Linked DNA regions of Mus musculus: region 1 is linked to region 2. The links are chromatin contacts, called in public HiChIP or PLAC-seq maps. All regions are on one chromosome and are shown on one strand. Each heading gives the region's core, a stretch centred on a gene start, on an enhancer-like site or on the middle of the called end of the contact. The rest is flanking DNA. Distances are from core to core; before and after follow the strand shown.

Evidence for each region. HiChIP or PLAC-seq counts read pairs in DNA pulled down with a chosen protein or histone mark.
Region 1: an H3K27ac HiChIP or PLAC-seq map of the HPC-7 cell line shows a contact between it and region 2, with 5 times the contacts expected there. The contact joins two enhancer-like sites. A contact is called at or near these places in 1 of 15 datasets of contacts at CTCF or cohesin (CD8 T cells), 10 of 484 Hi-C or Micro-C datasets (the 3T3-L1 cell line, CD4 T cells, CD8 T cells and 5 more) and 4 of 115 datasets of contacts at active chromatin or transcription factors (CD8 T cells, the HPC-7 cell line, bone marrow-derived macrophages and 1 more).

The regions. Positions count from the first base shown.
Region 1 is chr13:37,801,492-37,804,607 of GRCm38.p6, reverse strand. It overlaps a transcript of Rreb1 not described here. Among named protein-coding and RNA genes, the nearest start is that of Gm46411, 3.5 kb to the right of the region's middle. Within about 2 kb of position 1,312, at least 12 of the 459 cell types and tissues checked have an H3K27ac peak or open chromatin away from gene starts, as enhancers often do. A contact at or near this core is called in the HPC-7 cell line, where this site is marked.
Region 2 is chr13:37,673,005-37,676,449 of GRCm38.p6, reverse strand. No RefSeq gene overlaps it. Among named protein-coding and RNA genes, the nearest start is that of AI463229, 7.0 kb to the right of the region's middle. Within about 2 kb of position 1,334, at least 52 of the 459 cell types and tissues checked have an H3K27ac peak or open chromatin away from gene starts, as enhancers often do. A contact at or near this core is called in the HPC-7 cell line, where this site is marked.

The sequences.
Region 1 (3,116 bases), core at 63-2,562, 130 kb before region 2:
ACAGAAGAGATACTAGATATTAAGACATTATGAAGCCTGCTGGCAAGATTGCTTAGCGGGTCAAGGTGTTTGCTGCCAAGCTTGACATCTTGATTTTGATCTAAGGAACATGATCTATATGAATCACGCTAAAAGTTGAAAACTGATTCCTGAAAGTTGTCCTTTTGACGGCCCCCCCATCACCACCACCCCCACATACACTACAATAAACAAATGCATCAAAATTTTAGTAAAAATGACTACAAATCTATAGTTAAAACAATAAGAACTGGGCAAGAAAAAAACAAATGATACTGGAGTTGACACCTTTCAGATGCCCTACTGTCCAAACAATCAGGAGGTAGTGTGTCGAGGGCGTGGAAAAACTGCTCGTCTGTGCCGGTCAGAATGGAAAAAGGTTGGTAGTTCCTTGAAAGATTAAAAATAGAACTGGCATATGATTTAGCAATGACACTTCTGTGTATATCCCCTGAAGAACTGAAAACAGGGTGTTGAAAAATTGTCTGTACGGTTATGCTGATAGCAGCATTGGGCACAGTAGCCAAAATTCTGTTGATGGGTGAATGAATAGACTGAAAAATGCAAATTATAGAATACTTTTTCATTTGTCTTGCTTTTTTGAGACAGGATCTCACTGCCTCTCCCTCCTGAGTTTTAGGATTAAAGGTATGCACCACTAAAGATTTATTTCTATTTTATGTGTGTGGGTGTTTCGCCTTGCGTGTATGTTTGCACACCACATGTGCGCCTGACGCCAAATGGAGGGCAGAATAGAGTGTCAGATCTGTTGGAACTGGAGTTACAGGTGGTTGTGACTGCCATGTGGGCACTGAGAATTGAACCTATGTCTTCAGGAAGAGCAGCAAGTGTTATTAACTGCTAAACCCTCTCCTTCCATGGGAGACTGCTTGGTTTTAGGTAGTAAGGAGGTTGCTGGGGTTGTAGCTCACTGAAGGAATACGTTGTCTAGTAAGCACAAGGTTTTGTGTTTGATACTAGCAACACACACACACAACCACAAAACCACAAAAGCACAAAAGAAACAGGGTTGGGGAGGTTGACTCTGACACACACTCTGAATCGATCAGCCCCGAGGACATTCTGCTAACAATAGATACAGTATGGTTCTACCTACAGAAGGTTCTTCGAGCAGTCAGACTCCTAGAAAGAGGAAGCAGAACGGAGGTTGCTGGGAGGTTACAGTTGGAGAAATTGGAAGTTAGTATTATTTCAGGACAGTTTCAGATTGGGAAGACGAAAAGGATTGTGGGGCTGGATATTGGTGATGGTTTCACAATAGGTGTGAGTGTTCTCCATATGGTGACCTCTACACTTAAAACTAGTTAAGCTGGTAAAAGTTGTACTAACGCACACCTCCACCCAATTAAAAAACAAAAACCAAAAAAAAAAAAAACCTCAAAGAAAACCCCTGCCAATGTGAATGTTGAAGCCAATGACAGATTCAGCAGATATTTTACTCAAAGATGTAGACTGTACTTCAGAATGTTGCGGGCACACAACAGAGCCCAAGACTGGGTAAATGGGATGTTCCAGCCTGGTGGGAGGAGGGATACGCTTGGCTTCTATGGTTCAAGTAGAAGAATACAGAACACTACAGGAACCGGGTGAATGCTAAGACTATAAAACAATGTGGAGCAGTTTCCTTATCGCACTCTCCTGCCTTTGAGTTCTTTACCAAAGCAGTTTACAAGGGCAAAGTTCTCAGCCCTCAGAACTCCTGGGGTTTGGCTCCTGTGATGTGGAAAGACTTCTTTCCTGTGCCAGGGAGCACAGGGGGCTTTGCTGTGTGTGTGAGCTGTGAAGGATGATAGCCCATCCCAGTCAAAGGGTAAAATGTAGGCCTGGGGGCTCTTATCTGAGCACTCCCTCCAGTCACAGGGGGTGGGGTGTGTGTCCTGGGGCAGGGATTATTCTGAGAACTTCAATTAGCCACAGATGCACACTTCCACTTGTGGCACACCTAAGGAACTCACCAGTCCTCAAGCTGGGGACCATTCAACTCTTTGAGCACGCTTTCTTTTGAAGACCAGATTCCGTGGCTCTTTGAAGCTCCCTTTAGTCTCTGGCCACTGGATTCCCACTCCCACCCCCACCCCCAACACCAGAGCTGGGCTGAAAAAGAGCAATGGGCTGGCCTTGTTCAAAGGAAAGTGAGAAGAGCTGGACTCTGGGAGCTAGACAGGCTTCATTATTCAGTACCCAGGGGATTTGCCAGAGACTTGCTCAGACACACTTCGTGACTCCCCTTCTCTCAAGGAAAAGCCAATTATATCTCCTACCTAAGGAGTTTAGCAGGAGTTATGTAGTGTAAAGTAAAGGCACTATAACAACGTTATCCTGGGCAAAGATGAAAAGGTGACAGGATTCAAGCATCTTTGCTCATTTGAACTAAGTTTCTCTTGTGTGTGTGTGTGTGTGTAATGATAATGACTTGCTGGTTCATATTTTAAAAGGATTAACATCTACTTTCACTTTCTAATGAAGGCTCCAAATTTGTTAAAAAAAAAAAAAAGGCAAAAACAACACCCCCCCCCCCCCGCCCTGAGTTCTGTGGAAGGCATTTAATTAAACCAAAGTCATTTTGATTCATAGAGAAAGCATTCTGTTAGATGTGGCCCTTGAGATGAGAGAGGGAACTAAAGAAGAAGATCCGACTCATTCAGGAAGAGGCACACCGGAAGCGAAAGGAGGCTTGATGCTGGGTTCTCAGTCTCTGACATTGCAGGGGAGCCAAGCAGGTGCAGCCACCAGAGCTGAGGGGCAGCTGTGTCACAGACAGGCTGTAAAGGATCCTGGAAAGTAAGCTGCATTTCTGAACAATACATAGGTGTGGCTCCATGCAGGAAGAGCCAAAACAACACCAACAACACCAACAACAAAATCCTGAGTCTGGGAATTATGGTAAATTTAGGGCAGTGTCCTAGGTATTCAGCCTGACAGAGGTGCTGCCATCTGGATGGAGAAGGATTGAGGGCTGGGTGTGTCGCTCAGTGGCAGAGGGCCTGTGCCCAGAATGTTGGTGGGGCTGTGTTCCATCTTCAGCACTACTTTAAAAAAAAAAAAAAAAAAAAAAAAAAAAAACTCAGAAAGATGTT
Region 2 (3,445 bases), core at 85-2,584:
AGACATTACTCTTCAAGGCCGATGACTTAGAAACCTGGGTCTATTTATTGACCTCAAGTCAATATTCAGCAATGAACACAGTTGTCTTTATTCAGGCAAATGGGCCTGGATTTTGTCTACCGTAGTTGTCCCTTGGTATCTAAGGGGATTGTTTTCAGGACTCTGACGGATGTTAAAATCAATGGCTGCTTACATCCCTTACATAAAGTAGTGCAGCATCACCAGAGAACCTGCATCCACCTTTCTGCATGAAATCACCTGTGGATGGTGGCTACGTAACACAGTATGACTGCTTCATGAATAGCTGCCATGCTGGATTATTTGGGAATTGACAAGATAAAAATAGTCTGTATATGTTCAGCAGGAATGCAGGTCCCCCCCCCCCCATACACACACACAATGTTTTTGATCCATGGTTGGTTGAAGCCACAGATGTGGGACTCTTGGGTTTGAAGGGACAACTGTATCCTTTCCAAACCAAACCAGATGGAGAGCGGTGATAACCACACTTTTTTTTTTCTTTCTGTGCTGTGACCTCTTCCTGGCTAAGCTGCTGCAAGGCAGAAATGTGCTTGCTCATCTTCCTCATGGCCCAGAGGCTAGGGCTTTGCCTTCTGCAGAGGTGGTGGGTAACCGGAACACACACACATACACACACACACACACACACACACACACACACACACACACACGAGCAATGTACTCAGACTGTGTAGTCACTGTCCCTGAAGATCATGCAGACATGCCTCACTCACTGCAGGATGCTGTACCCAAAATCCAGACTACAAGGACAGGGAATTCACACTACAGCCATCTAATAGGCAAAAGATGGAAGGGCCTTAAGGAGTCTTTATTAGTTGTACCTTCCTCAAGGAAGCTAATGGAGCCGTTTTTATACTTCCAGTTGTCTAAGGTAGGGGTTACCCTTGCCTAAGCGAGGGTACTGGATTTATTATGTCCGTCTCATTGTAGCAAAGCAGAGGAGGGGACTGGAGAGGTCCTGTATTTTAATGCTTCCTCACAATGAGTCAAGACGGGGAAGGAAGAGATTGATTGTAGCCTGAGAACAGGTGACAGTCTAAGCTTTCAAAGGCAGGAAGCCATCTTGAGCCTCATCTTGAAGTCTTGTCTCTGTTTCACCAGGAAGCTAACTAACAACGAAGACTTCTGCACATTTATAGACAGGTTGGTTAAAAGGCACTCAGCAATGCCCTCACGAAGCCCGAGTAATGATGTGGGATGTGTGGGTGGGGCTGACAGCTCCCAGGGGGCCGATTCACGTCTGACTTGAGGCCTCCTGCTTCTCTGGGGGCAGGGCAGGGCAGGGCAGGGCAGGAAGTACTGAGATGGAAAATGTCTTCAGAGTTTGTCCAGGAAGGAAGGGACACCATGTTTGATAGATTAGTTAAGTAAGCCGTTGCCTATTGGTAGAATGAAAAAGGAGGAAAAGAAAGTCAAATATACTGTCCTTCACAGTAAGCTTCAAACAGCACCACTGGTCTCAAGCATAATAATGTCTGCCTAGTGGGGGCGGGGCTTAGGTGGCTATTTCATCATGTGCCGTTGTGTAGAGTCAAATGTTTGATTTCGTAGAGAGCAAGAGGCAGCTGAGATTTACCTGGACGCGGTTCAGACTAGGGAGCAGTCAAGGCAAATAGCCAGGAGCCTCTAGAGAGATTTTGTTAGATGAACCACCCCACCCCAATCCAACTCACAGAGAGCCAAGCTCTCAAGAGAGTAGCTTACCCAAGGGCCCGTCTTCCTCTCTGACAGGTGCAATCTGGCTGAGTCCCTGCACGTGCCTGTCAGTTTCGCATCTTTTAGCTCTTCCTGGGAAACCCCCCCCCCCCGAGAAGAACATAAAAGAAATGGGACTCCGGAGGCATACCTCATCAATTTCTGATCAGCTAAAGAACACTTGGCTAAAACCCAACAAGTATGCTGGTGTCTGTTGTTCAGGGGGCCTTGATCCGGCCGGTTGGGAATGAGTGGAGTTTGAAACAAAACAGCAGAATGGAGAGAAGTCAGTCCTACTGCTCTTCTCTTTCTCTGGCCCGTTTTATTGGGTATCACTTATGTGTGCTCACTAAATGTCGCCAAGTGGTCATATGAGATGGGCCCAGCTGGCAGGTGAAACTCACTGGTCCACGTGTGGACAGCCAGGCTTGTTTGGATTCCCAAGGACCTCAACTAGCGCAGGTGAATGAATGCTCACTCGAGATTTAGAGTTGCATGTTTGAGAATAGAGTAGAAAGCATCACTGTAATTTGGGCATTATAATGTTTCATCATCAGATTAAGGAATTCCTTCCTTCCTTCCTTCCTTCCTTCCTTCCTTCCTTCCTTTCTTTTTTTTTTGAGACAGAGTTTCTCTGTATATCCCTGGCTGTCCTGGAACTCACTCTGTTGACCAGGCTGGCCTCGAACTCAGAGATCCGCCTGCCTCTGCCTCCCAAGTGCTGGGATTAAAGGCGTGCGCCACCACGCCTGGCCCAGATTAAAGAATTTATATGACAGGTGCAATAAGATGCTGTACTGTAGGGAACTATATCTTGCTACCCAAATGGTCATGGAATGATTAAAATCAGAACACACACACACATTACACACACATACACATATACACACATACACACACATACACATATACACACACACATACATGCATACATACACAAACACACACACACACACACACACACACACACACACACGAAATGGAATGGAAAGGAACAGATCTACTGTCTGTTAACAGGCAGAGCCTTCCTGGGTACATTTCTATAACAGAACCATCCAATTAGACTCTGGAGCTAGAAATGGTATCTAGGAGGTTGGCTGACCAAATTTTGGTGGAAGGAAGTGAGCAAAGACAGGAGGGATTGCTCACACCATATTGTGAGTGTAATTTAATGAAATTCAATGAAAATACTATTTTTTAGTCTAACAGGATGTATAATCTCTCCCACGTGTTAGCCACAAATAGTGAATGGGTACATTCCTGAGTGAGGTTTTTTTTTTTTCCTCCCCCTTTGAGAATTTTGAGTTTCACATAATGTATTTTGACCATATTCATCCTCCAACTTCGTGTCTCTTTTATTTTAAACTTTTCAAGACTAGCTTATGCTAAGTCCTCTCAGGTCTGTGGTCCTTTCCCTGGGGCTGCCTAGATTCACCAGGGGCTACACTCTTAGAGAAAACTCACTCATCTTCTCTCAGCTTCTAACCATTACCAATCGCTCCCCTAGCTAGGATGGCAGGGTGGCCCCAACACCCTTCCCAAGCTGGGATTCAGTTAGGCTTGGGCTGGCATGAGGTTTTTCTGTAAGAACCACACTGAGCAGGTTTTAAAAAGGGATCTTAAAAAAGAAAATCTGTTAAAAATCTTCGTTCACTTTCCAAAATGAAATGTTTTAGTGTAGTATGGAAGTAGCTCCCAGAGTAAAAGG